Regions from separate parts of the Sus scrofa genome. Here region 2 is linked to region 1. The links are chromatin contacts, called in public HiChIP or PLAC-seq maps. All regions are on one chromosome and are shown on one strand. The core of a region is the stretch at or near the end of the contact, and the rest is flanking DNA. Distances in the headings are between cores, read along the strand shown. Region 1 holds the start of RAD51D (DNA repair protein RAD51 homolog 4). Region 2 holds the start of LIG3 (DNA ligase 3).

Region 1 (6,190 bases), core at 3,321-5,820:
AAAATGCATCTTCCCTGTCCCTGGTCCCCAGTTGGGATGGGACTGGGGAAGCTGCTCAAGCATCTTTTTTTTTTTTTTTTTTAACTGCACCTGTGGCATGCAGAAGTTGCCAGGTCAGGGATCAAACCTGCACCACAGCAGTGACCCACGCCACAGCAGTGACAACACTGGACCTTAACCCACTGAGCTACCAGGAAACTCCCTGAAGCATCTTTAATATGATCTTCAGATGATTCTAATTCAAGTGTTCTGAGAAAACTTTTTTTTTTTTTTTTTTTTTTTTTGGTTATGCCTGTGGCATGGCGAAGTTCCTGGGACAGAGATGGAACCCATGCCACAGGAGCAACCCAAGCTGCTGCAGTGACAACACCAGATCCTTAACCTGCTGCGCCACAAGAGAACTTACAGGAAAACCTTTTTTGGAAACACTGGCTTTAAGTCCTTCCTTAAACTTTAAGTCCTTCCTTAAACACTCCAGGGAATGACCACAGTGATCTACTGGGATGTGACAAAATATCTAAAAGTATCTAAAAGAAAAATAATAAATTAAGCTTTATAAATATTTATTTCCTATTGTTTAATATTTAACATAATTACTAATTTATTGACTTAAATTTTATAACACTTAACGGTATTTATTAATATATAGCATGTAAAATTAACAGTACAGATAAACACATATATTGAGGTGAATACTCAAAAACATTTTTGTTCCATCTTAATTTTTTTAAATTATGAAATCGTTGGAGTTCTGTTGTGGCTCAGCAGGTTAAGAGCACGACTAGTGTCCATGAGGATGCAGGTCTGATCCCTGACTTAGCTCAGTGGGTTAAGGATCCTGATTGCTGTGAGCTGCAGTGTAGGTCACAGATGCCACTCAGATCTGGTCTTGCTGTGGCTGTGGTGCAGGCTGGCAGCTGCAACTCCAATTTGACCCCTAGCCTGGGAACTTCCATATGCCCCGGGTGCAGCCCTAAAAAGCAAAAATCAAAAAAACAAACAAAACAAATTAAGAATTTCAAAACAGTGACATTTGGGAGTTCCCACTGTGGCTCAACAGAATCGGTGGCGTCTTGGGAGCACTGGGACACAGGTTCACTCCCCGGACCAGCACAGTGCATTAAGGATCTGGCGTTGCTGCAACTGTGGCTTAGGTTGCGACTCTAGCTCAGATCTGATCCGTGGCCTGAGAACTCCATATGCTGCCAGGCGGAAAAAAAGAAAAAAAAAAAAAAAAAAGGACAGTGACATCTGATCATTAAACTGAGCACAGAGCCCTTCAGAGCGTCAGGCTGTGTGTGGCTGCACAGATCACACGCCACGATATCTCCCTGCAGATGATCCCCTTAGCACCACTCTCCCTCCCCTGGCTACTTCCTCCCTCTTCCTATGAGATTCAGCTCAATTATCACCTCCTCCAAGAAGGCTCCCTTTACTTTACCCCCTCCCAAGCCATACTAAGTCCCCTCTGGTTCTTCCAGTTGTCCTGTCATATCGCAGACCATGCTATAATATTCTCGATGCTTTTTTTCTTTTTTGGCCACATGGCACATAGAGTTCCCAGGCCAGGGATCAGATCTGAGCTGTAGTTTCAACCTATGCCTGCGGCTGTGGCAACACCCAGTCCTTTAACCTGCTGTTCCAGGCCAGGGATTAAACCTGTGTCCCAGCACTCCATAGATGCCAGTGACTCTGTTGCACCACAGCAGGAACTCCAATATTCTTTTTTTTTTTTTTAGGGCCGTACCGTGGCATATGGAGGTTCCCAGGCTAGGGGTTGAAACGGAGCTGTAACTGCTGGCCGACACTACAGCCACAGCAACACAGGATCTGAGACACATCTGCAACCTACACCACAGCTCACTGCAATGTCAGATCTTTAACCCACTGAGCAAGGCCAGGGATCGAACCTGTGTCCTCATGGATGCTAGTCAGATTCGTTAACTGCTGAGCCATGACGGGAACTCCTCTTCCAATATTCTTGATTCTTTCCTGACACCCCTCCCCTTCACACACACACCAGAGGCTGGGAGCTCCTTGAAAGCAGAGGTGCTTTCTGGCTCTGCATTCCCAGAACTTAACCTGGGGCCAGACATCTGCAGGTCTCAAAGAATTTTGTGAAATGAGGAGTTCCTGTTGTGGCTCCATGGTTAACGAATCCAACTAGGAACCATGAGGTTGTGGGTTCGATCCCTGCCCTTGCTCAGTGGGTTAATGATCCAGCGTTGCCGTGAGCTGTGATGTAGGTTGCAGATGAGGCTCGGATCCCGAGTTGCTGTGGCTCTTGGCGTAGGGTGGTGGCTATGGCTCCGATTTGACCACTAGTCTGGGAACCTCCATGTGCTTCGGGAGTGGCCCTAGAAAAGACAAAAAAAAAAAAAAAAAAAGAATTTTGTGAAATGAAATCAGGGAAACCCAGAATCACTGCAGAGGTCCAGTAAACCTCAGTCTGAAGACAGGCAGGCCACGGGGGCTGGTGGGGCCATAACCAGGCAGGTGAAGGCACAATAAGAAAGATGGAGGGAGCAAAGCCAGTGGGAATTGAGGGGGCAGAGGTGTCACTGGCGGTGAAGACAAAGCAGAATGACCATCAGCAAATCTGACTAATCCCAGGGGGCCTCCAAGAATTGTGTGGGGTCAGAAATCCATAGCCCACCCTGCTGTTCCGGGGGAGGGGGGGTCTCAACTGTGTTAATCAAGGAAGTACCGCCTCTTCAAGCCCCTCTCCACCCCACCCCCCAGCGCCAGCCTTAGAAAGGAGAAAAGGACCAGACTTGTGTCTTACGGTAGATTGATGGCATCCTCTCCAAGAAGTTAAGCAAACTTCCCCTGGAGGAAAGTGGGAGCCCTTTGGTAGTGACGGTCCTGTTCATAGACTTGGGGTTTGGAAAGGCCTTCGGCATGTGATGGAGCGCGTTCAGGACATTGAGTGTTTCCTTCCTCAGCAAGGCCTCCTCCCCATCTCCTACTTTGTAGAGTGTCTCTGACGCCATTGAGTTGGTTTGGGACCAGCCGTCACCATGCAGGACAACCAGGCTGACAGGAAGCAGAGAGAAACTGGACGCAGCAGACACACCCTTAGTTTGGGTGGGAGGAGGTGCAATCGGCTGACTTCATAATGATCACAGTGTAACAATTAGGGGCCAGCCCCCCCTTGATCTGAGGCTCCTGCTGCAGGGGGGTAGCAGGCAGTGTCAGAGTGGGGAGACCGAGGAACAGACCGCACTGCTCCTTGGGCCCCTTCCAGCTCTGAGCAGCCTCGCCCTTCTCTGAAGATCTCAAAACGTTTCCTGCCTGTGCCCTTGGGACCTGCCCAGGGAAGGAGATGGATGGTGAGACAGAGGCACCTGGGCATGAAAGGAGGCTGGTGATACTGGAATGGGACTCGGGGAGTGACTTTGTCTACAGGCTCTATATCCAGAAATCCTAGGCAGCAAACCTCATATGTCTTAGCTGTGCAGGCACAGGAAAAACCCAGATGGTTCATAGCTCACATATACCCAGGTTTACTGCTAAAACTCTAAATTCTACTGAGCCCTCACCCCAGTGTCATCACGTCTTGAGGGATAGTGGGTGCTTTCAGAGGCAGACAGAAATGGGCCAGATGTTTCTGTTCTCAATGAAACCACTTCACAGTAGGGAAACATATACACAACTTGGGGGTGGGGAGGGGGCGCTGTTAAAACAGCACTGGCTTTGCACCGAAATATAAATTCGTCTGCTCCAAGTCCAGCTCTGTCCTTACAGGCTGTGAAACCTTTGGCAAGTGACTTTACTGCACTGAGCCTCAGTTTCCTCGTCTGTAAAATAGGGGTAAATACAGAACCTACCTCACTGGATTGTAAGAGGATAACCTTGTAAAGTTGTTTTCTCTCTTCCAGAGGGTAAGGTTAAGAAAAGATCTTTCAAAATACCAAATCACATGGTGTTCCCATCGTGGCGCAGTGGTTAACGAATCCGACTAGGAACCATGAGGTTGCAGGTTTGATCCGTGGCCTTGCTCAGTGGGTTAAGGATGTGGTGTTGCCGTGAGCTGTGGTGTAGGTTGCAGATGGGGCTCGGATCCCGCGTGGCTGTGGCTGTGGAGCGGGCTGGTGGCTACAGCTCCAATTAGACCCTTAGCCTGGGAACCTCCATATGCCATGGGAGCGGCCCTAGAAAAGACCAAAAAAAAAAAAAAAAAAAAAAAAAGTGTGTGTGTGTGTTCTATATACTCAGGGTTTTTACTGTTGATCATTCAAAATTACTTTTATTTGGAAAACAGAAGCAGATGTCCTCTCTGCGCGCTGCTGCTTTCAAGCACCTATCAGACGACTGCTGAGGATCTGATTAGATTCTTTGTCACTGTCTTCCCTCACCAACAGGTAGGTCCCTGAGAGTAGGGATGGTGGGTCCCATCCAACGTTCTGGACCAGCGTTCATTATGGAAAGTGGCACCAGGGAGGCTGGCGAGGAGGCGTGATGGGGAAAAGGCAGGGGACCCAACTTCGTGCCGCCCACGCGGGGCCGCGGGAGCCCTCCCGTCCGCCCGGCGGTCGGCAGGTGGCGCCGCAGGCCAGGCCCTGGAGCCTGGAAACCGGAAGCGGCGGCGGGGCCGGGCAGGCAGGCTCCTGGGCGCGGGAGACCAGGCAGGGTCCACACCCTGTGCGCCGCCTCCTCCCGACGCCAGCCCCCAGCGTTTGGTCCGGAAGGGGGTGCTGCGGGGTGTCTGGAGAGGGCCTCGCGGATGCCCCCAGGACCAGCGGCCCCGGGGCCTCCAGGGAACATGGGCGTGCTTCGGGCCGGACTGTGCCCCGGCCTCACTCAGGACATGGTCCAGCTTCTGCAGAGCCGCGGGATCAAGACAGGTGACCGTGGGCGCGCGCCTGTGCGGGCCACATGGCTGGGCCCAGCGCGGAGGCTGGCCCCGGCCCTGGCCCACTGGGTGGGGCCCCTCCCCTGCCTCCGACGCCCACAGCCTTCTGGCAGAGCTTGGGAGGGTGGGACTGGGCAAGCCCCGCTCCAGGAGGGCTAGAACCCCCCACTGTGGGCTAGGCGCCGCGCCAGCCCCCGCGGCTCCGCTAGTTCGCGTAGGCGAGGAAAAGTCACGGGCGGGAGTCTGGGGCCTCCCTTGCGCGCATCAACCCCGCGTGTTTTGTTTTCAGTGGTGGACCTGGTTTCTGCAGACTTGGAGGAGGTAGCCCAGAAATGTGGTTTGTCTTATAAGGTGAGCTGGCGATCTCCACACTCCAACATGGGTGTCTCTAAATGCCCATCCCCGAGCAGAGTGTCCCCAGAGATTGATAAGGGGGGGGCTAGGAGACCCTGGATGGCCCCCTCCCTTGGCGGGTCGCTGCCGCACACTCCCGGCTGCTCCGGCAGCTTCCTGAGTTGCCCCGCCCCTTCCGCAGGCCCTGGTCGCCCTGAGGCGGGTGCTGCTGGCTCAGTTCTCCGCTTTTCCCTGCAATGGCGCTGATCTCTACGAGGAACTGAAGACGTCCACGGCCATCCTGTCCACCGGCATTAGAAGGTTTGTGTGTGTGTAGCTGGGGCAGAAGGCGAGAGGCCAGAGGCTCTGGCTGGGCTTTTGATGCTTGAGAAAGAGCAGGCTGCTTCAGCTGTGGTTGAAGGAGACACGGGAGGGGGGTCAGGATTTCTGAGTTATCTTACCCTGTACAGAGTTTCTCTGACTCCTAACCACTTAGGATGCATAATTTTGGGGGTGGCTGTCTTGTGCATATAGTAGGATGTCTGGCAGCATCCCTGGCCTCCACCCCAGTAGATGCCAGTTACACCCCTCTCCTTCATAGGTCATGACTATCAAAAATGGCTCTAGCTGTTGCCAAATGACCCTGGGGGCCAAAATTGCTACTGGTTGAGAATCACTGTCCTGTAACACAAGATGTCAGCACTTCCACAGATATTATTCCACAGATCAGAGCAACTTTTCTCTGGCCCTTTCTGCCCTTTCACTTAAGGATGGGGCAGGGAGTTCCCCTTGTAGCTCACTGGGTTAAGAACCTGAGGTGGGTTAAGTATCCATAAGGATGCATGTTTGATCCTTGGTCTTGCTGAGTGGCTTAAAGATCTGACATTGCTGTGAGCTGTGTAGGTCACAGACGGGTCTTGGATCTGGTGTTGCTGCGGCTGTGGTGTAGGCTGGCGGCAGCAGCTCCAATTTGACCCCTAGCCTGCGAACTTTCATATGCTG
Region 2 (6,548 bases), core at 859-3,358, 130 kb after region 1:
TCTTCTCTGGAGGAGGTGGTGTCTGCGCAGACCTGTTTCTGACCACTGGCTGAACTGTCTTTTGTCAGGCCAGTGATGTTGTTCTTGGAACAGGCACAGTTTTTTCCGGCTGAGCAGACGGAGAGTTGGTGGGAAGATGATCTTAAAAGCCAAATTCATACAGCTGTATAAAAGGGCGAGAGGCAGGAAAGGTGAGTTATAAAGGAAGAGCTAGGCTTCTAATTGCTTCAAAGATTGAAGTCCTAAAACAATCCATGCTGAGCAATCAACTCGAAGTATGAAAGATTTGTTGCCTATAGGACAAAGAGCTCCAATACGGGAAATTCAGCTTGTGAAAGGATGTTCAATTATCTAACATACACGTGTACCTGATAAATCTCAATCAAGAGAATCCAAATAATGTAAAACCTTTTCTCAGGCCATCAGCAACACCTAATCCTTAAAATGGATGATGACCCTTAAGTATTATAAGGTCCTAAAGCCTTTTAATCATCAAGAAAAGCTGCATTATGCTCGTGAAGTTTTTAATGTGAAGTATAAAATATATGCCATTCTCAGAATATAATTAAGCCACGACACAGATTTGAGATTTAATCAGAAGCTCTATTTTGAGAGGCAATTAAATGAAGCCTGAAACCAGACTGCTAGGCTTCAAATCCTAGCTCATTAGCTGTGTGACCTTGGTAGGTTACTGAAGCTCTAGGTTCCTCAATTTCCTCAACTGTAAATGTGGATAATAACAGTACCTAACTCAAAGGGCTATTATTCTAAGAAAAAGCCCTTGTGATCAGTGAATACCACGTGGTATCCCTCACCTTCTTATATTTATATTTTCTAAAGTATCTTCTTAGTTCTAACTTTAAACAGACCCGGAATTATTTTCAGCCTGTAAAGGACTTTGTAGTGAAATTGCTATTGGGTGATGGTGAAAAGCAGGCTTTACTTAGTGTAGTGCAACATAAAGCAGCAGACAGAAGGTAAGTGGGAATCAAGAGATGGGAGCCCAGGTGTGACTCATAGTTCACGCACTAAGTTATCCTTGAGAATTCCCTTAACTCCATGAGTCTGTTTCCTTAGTTCTAAAACAGGGAAAGTAATACCTACCTGCAAGATGGTTGGGAAAATGAAAAATGAGTCCATGGATGGGCTGATGGGGAACGGGGCGGTGGGGAGTGGGGGGGCTTTGAACTCCCTGAAAAGGTAGACAAAAGGTGCACCTTCAGCCATGTACATTTCGGGGGATGAGGTCATGATTTTCGTGAAGCTCACAAAGGGTTCTAAACCCTCAGAAGCTGGAAGAACCACAAAGGCGAGGAATGTGAAATTAAGGCAGGACCAAGAAGCGCTCAGAACAAATGAGAGTTCACCACCTTTTGGAAGAGCGATTTAGGAAGCATCCCCACCCCCAACACACGCCCGGTGATCAAAGGAGCCGAAGGGAGAGCACCTCGCAGTGCAGAGGAGGCACAAAGCCGCGTGGGGGATACCCGTCTGGCTCACAGCACCCCCGCCTCCGCGCACACACACCGGCCGCAGCTTAGCATATCATCAAAGGGAGCCGAGAAGCAAACCGTTGAGGGCTGCGGGCAGCCGGTCCGGGAAATGAAAGCCCAGGGCCGCTTTTCCTAGAGGGCCTTTCTGCGACGTTTTTGGGAGGGCACGGGCTCCCAACCGGGAGCGGACACCGGGGGGTAGGCGGGGAAGCAAGTCCCTCGGTTGGGGCTGGAGGGGCCGCGTAGATATAGTCCGGGGCTGGGAAATGGGACGCTGCGGTTGAGCAAACCCGGCCAGAGCAGCCCTCGCGGGGGCCCGGCCGGAGGCACCCTGCCTCCCCAGCGCAGACCCGTAGGGGTCCCGGGAGTCGGGAGCCAACCCCCGCGGGCTCCCGGGGGGCCGCCACGTCACGGAGGGTGTGCCTCGGGGCTCCGCCGGCGGGCGGGAGGGGGACGAGGCCAGGGAGCTGGCTCCCGGGCCTCGCAGAACCCTGAAACCCCTGCCACCTCCCTCCCCGCTGCCCCACCCCGCCGCCCCTCACCTGCCTTCCCGGCTCCGGCACCACCTCAGGCCCCGGACCAGGCGCCCACAGGCCACGCGCAGCTACGACGGTTGTAGGGCCTGTCTCTTTAAATCCGGGTCCTTGAGCTGGCCGCAGTGCGCAGGCGCAGAGGCCCAGGACCCCGCCCACCGCGCCAACGCGTCCCCGCCCCTCGCCTGCCACGTGAGCGGGCAACCAGGTCCGCAGAGTGAGGCCCAGGGCTCTGTGTTGGGTAGTGGAGCTGGTTCCGGATCTGTGATCACAGCGGAGGAAAGATGAGGTTGCTGCGATGTGGCGGCGCCCGGAGGTGCACCTCAGTCTGAACTTTTGGGGACCCCTGATTTAGCTCTTAACATTAGAGATCTAGTCTTTAAAAGTACTGGTTGAGGATCTCTCGCTGTGCCTCAAGGGTAATCGGTCTCTTGGTAGCTTAGAGACGCGGGTTCGACCCCCGATCGGTGCGTTAAGGATCCGGCGTTGCGGCAGCTGCGGCTTAGGTCGCTACTGCACCTTGGTCCGGAGCTCCGTATGCCACAGGGAGGCCAAAAATGGGGGGGGGGGGAGGTACTAGTTGAGAAAGTATATTGCAATGAGCTTGGGGAAGGCAAAGATTGCGTTTTTCAGTCTCTCTGCATTCCTAGTGTCATGTGTCCCACAAAATGCCTAGCACATACTAAGTATTTAAAAATATCATTGAATTGAAAATTGCTCTAGATAGATTTGGAGGTAAAGGAGTGATGGGTACAGTAAACCCTTGATTGTGTATTGTTTAAAGTGTATTTCTTGGAGTTACGGTAGTGGCTAAGCGGAAACTAATCTGACTCCTAACCATGAGGACACAGGTTGGCTCCCAGGCCTTGCTCAGTGGGCTAAGGATCCTGCCCTTGCGGTGAGCTGTGGTGTAGGTCATAGACCCCTCTCGGATCTGGCGTTGTTGGCTCAGATGTGGCGTTGCTGTGCCTGTGGCATAGGCAGGTGGCTACAGCTTCTATTCGACTCCTAGCCTGGGAAACCTCCATATGCTACAGGCGCGGCCCTAAAAAGACAAAATAAATAAAGTATATTTCTTTTAAACCTCAGGTCAACTTGGAGAGATTTGGATGGCCATTTTTTCAAAAGAAAAGTGGACTCAGAAAAGAGGAATGAACTTGCTCAGGGTCTAGGAAAGGTAAACAACTGAGCATTAGATAAGGAAAGGTCAGACCTGGAGGAAATTCTGTATTTTGGCTTTTGTTACACATGTAAGTTAAGACCTTTGTTATGTACGGGATGGAGAGCCAAGAAGGGCCTCATGAAGTGTTTAAGAAGGATATAGGAGAGACTGAAGCAAGGGAACCAAATAAAAGGTTTTTGTGCTGCCTTAGGCAGAACATTAATGAAAATGAAATGATACAGAGCTTAGCCTGGCCCCTGAACAAAGATGTCATGTACATTTGTGAAGAGGTTCATACTTTTAAGGAGAAAAGTTTTTTAGCTTTTTATTCTATCAAACCATTATGCTGAACGCCTTATGTATACATTTATATCTCCATAAAACTGGGAGGAAAAGGGCTCTTTGTACTGACCCATCTGAGATATGAAAGTGGAATTCAGCATAGAATTGGAGCAAAGGTCAACAGAGCAAGCTTTAGTTGATTGCTGTCAGGAGGCAGTCAGATGGGTAAGTTCTAGGTGGTAAGGGTGTAGATAGAAAGCCACCTTTTCATTCCACCCTCCACCTTGGGGCGGGAAGGCTTAGTTCCTGCAGAACTCAAAGGTATGTTAGGTATATCCCTTGAGGAACAGGACCCTGCCCCAAACCTCCACTATTGTTTCTTGATTATTCTTCCCTGTTTTCTGCATTTCCTCCCTTAGGATCCTTAGTTAGTGAGACTTAGTTTGAATTTGTGGAAGTTCCTGGGCCAGGGATCAAATCCAAGCCACTGCAGTAACAATGCTGGATCCTTAACCCCCATGCCACAAGAGAACTCCGAGGAGTTCCCGTCATGGCTCAGTGGTTAACGAACCCAACTAGTATCCATGAGGATGTGGGCTTAATCCCTGGCCTCGCTCAGTGGGTTAAAGGATCCAGTGTTGCTGTGAGCTGTGGTGTAGGTTGCAGACAAAGCTCAGATCCCACTTTGCTCTAGCTGTGGCATAGGCCAGCAGCTATAGCTTTGATTCGACCCCTAGCCTGGGAACCTCCATATGCCTCGGGTGTGGCCCTAAAAAGATAAAAACAAAAACAAAAAGAGAACTCTGAGATGACACGTGTTAATTTGCATACTGCTTGGCACTGAGATGTGTTTCAGTAAATGTACATTCCTCCCTACCCACTCCTTCCTCAGTCTAGATACATTCATGGCGCTGCAGAGTTAATCATTGAGTTAGTTATCAGTCAGTCAAGTATTTATTCAGTGCCTACTCTGGGTCAGGAATTGAAATATGGCGATGAAACAAAACAGACAAAAATCCCTACCCTTGAAGCTCCTGCTGTGGCATAGTGGGTTAAGAATCCTGAGTTGTCTATGTGGTGGGACAGTGGGTTAAGGATCTGGCTTTGCCACAGCTCTTGTGTAAGTCACAGATGCAGCTCGGATTCTCTCCCTGGCCTGTGAATTTAAATATGCCGAGAGTGCAGAAAAAAAGAAAGAAAAAAAAAAAAAAGATGGGTGCTATGGAGAAAAGGAAAGCAGAGGAGCACAGGTGCCAAGCAGGGCAGGATGGGGTTTGCAGTTTTATTTTATTTGGCTGTGCCCACAGCATTTCGAAATCCCTGGGCCAAGGATCAAACCTGTCCCCTGACAGGGGCCTGGACCACTGCAGTGACAACACCAGATGCTTAACCCATTGAACTCCTGCTGGGTTTTTTGGGTTTTTTTTTTGTTTGTTTGTTTTTGCTTTTTAGGGCTGCACCTGCAGCATATGGAAGTTCCCAGGCTAGGGGTCAAATCAGAGCTGCAGCTGCTGGCCTACACCACAGCAACTCCTGATCTGTAACCCACTGAGTGAGGCCAGGGATTGAATCTTTAATCCTCTTGGATACTAGTCAGGTTCATAATCTGCTGAGCCACAAGAGAAACTCCCTCCTGCATTTTAAATATAGTGATGGGGAAAGCCTCACCAACAAAGTGACAATTGAGTTGACCTGAAGGAAAGAAGGAGAGAGCCAGGTGCAGAGAGTTCAAACAGGCATGTATCTGTCCTACTGAGAGGTCACAGGGAGATGAGTGTGTCCAGAGCAGCAGGAGTTAAGGCCACAAAGAACTAGAGATGTCAGCAGGGTATCTGGAGATAGATCCTGTAGGGCTCTGTAAACCATTATAAAGATGTTGGGGTTTGGAGTTTCCTGACAGCCAGTGGGTTAAGAATCCAGCGTTGTCACTGCTGTGGCTCTGGATGCTGCTATAGCACAGGTTTGATCCCTGGCCAGGGAACTTCTGCATGCTTCGGGTGGCCAAAAAAAAAATCATCTTGAGTTTTATTGTAGGTGAAATGGGAAGCTAGTGGATTATATTGAGCAGGTTAGTAACAGGATCTGACTTAGCTTTTAACAGGATTGCTGTTCCTCTGCCTTCTGTGAAAAGAAACTGGGAGATGAGTTAGTTGGCTACTATAAAAAGGGGAGAAATGAGGGCAGCTTGGGTGGGATAACAGTGAAAATGGTAAGGCTAAGGCTCATGGACTCCTAGGGGATCTGTGGATAGGCTCAAGCAGGTTCTTGAAACTCCTGACATTTTATAGAAGTATTTGTCAGTAAGTGCATTTTTGGAGGGAGACCTTCTATTGGAGTCTCGAAGCAGTTCCATGATCCACATCAAGGACCTTGGTGAATAAGCAGGATACCTCCTGCTGTTCCTAGCTGTTCAAAGTACCACGATTAGGAAGTTCCTGTTGTCATTCAGCAGTAACAAGCCCAACTAGTATCATGAGGATGTGAGTTTGATCCCTGGCCTCGCTCAGTGGGTTAAGGATCCAGCTTTACTGTGAGCTGTGGTCTGGGTTGCAGACTCGGCTAGGATCTGGCATTGCTGTGGCTGTCGTGTAGGACTGTGGCTGCAGCTCAGATTCGACCCCCTAGCCTGGGAACTAGCATGTGCTGCCAGTGCAGCCCAAAAAAGCAAAAAACAAAACAAAACAAAACCCCCACTATTGAGGGCTTCCCTCTAACCTCAATCCTAGATCCTCCAGGGCACTGATCCTGTCTGGGAGCCTTTCAGAGCTTACTGATCCCCTTTAGGGCTGTAGCATCCCCGACTTCAGGTTTTCACTCATCAGGATTGTTTGAAAAAAAAAAAAAACACAGGGAAATGGGTAGCTTCTGTTCTATTTCAGTGCTGCTATGGAAGCTTGGAAGCCACATGCAGCAATAGGGAAAAGGTTTCACACCTTCCTAGAAACAGTGTGGGGCACTCGTGAGGCTAGTTTGTACTCAGTGGATTTCTTTTCTAATAAGCTCTGGTCTGTGAATCACATAAATCTCAGCACTGAGAGCTGATTTTACGGTTTGGTTTGCTTAATAGTCACACAATTA

What was found. HiChIP or PLAC-seq counts read pairs in DNA pulled down with a chosen protein or histone mark.
Region 2: an H3K27ac HiChIP or PLAC-seq map of alveolar macrophages shows a contact between it and region 1. The contact joins the promoter of LIG3 here to the promoter of RAD51D in region 1. A contact is called at or near these places in 2 of 47 Hi-C or Micro-C datasets (liver and subcutaneous adipose tissue) and 2 of 2 datasets of contacts at active chromatin or transcription factors (alveolar macrophages and skeletal muscle).

What each region holds. Positions count from the first base shown.
Region 1 is chr12:40,049,605-40,055,794 of Sscrofa11.1, forward strand. It overlaps RAD51D (DNA repair protein RAD51 homolog 4), which reads left to right and starts at 4,571. Exons shown (of 10, transcript XR_002337232.1): 1 at 4,571-4,847; 2 at 5,145-5,206; 3 at 5,391-5,509. FNDC8 (fibronectin type III domain-containing protein 8) reads right to left here and starts at 3,033. Exons shown (of 5, transcript XM_003358154.4): 1 at 2,807-3,033; 2 at 2,786-2,804. The coding sequence starts at 2,993.
Region 2 is chr12:40,181,478-40,188,025 of Sscrofa11.1, forward strand. It overlaps LIG3 (DNA ligase 3), which reads right to left and starts at 2,109. Exons shown (of 20, transcript NM_001244103.1): 1 at 2,036-2,109; 2 at 1-163. The coding sequence starts at 159.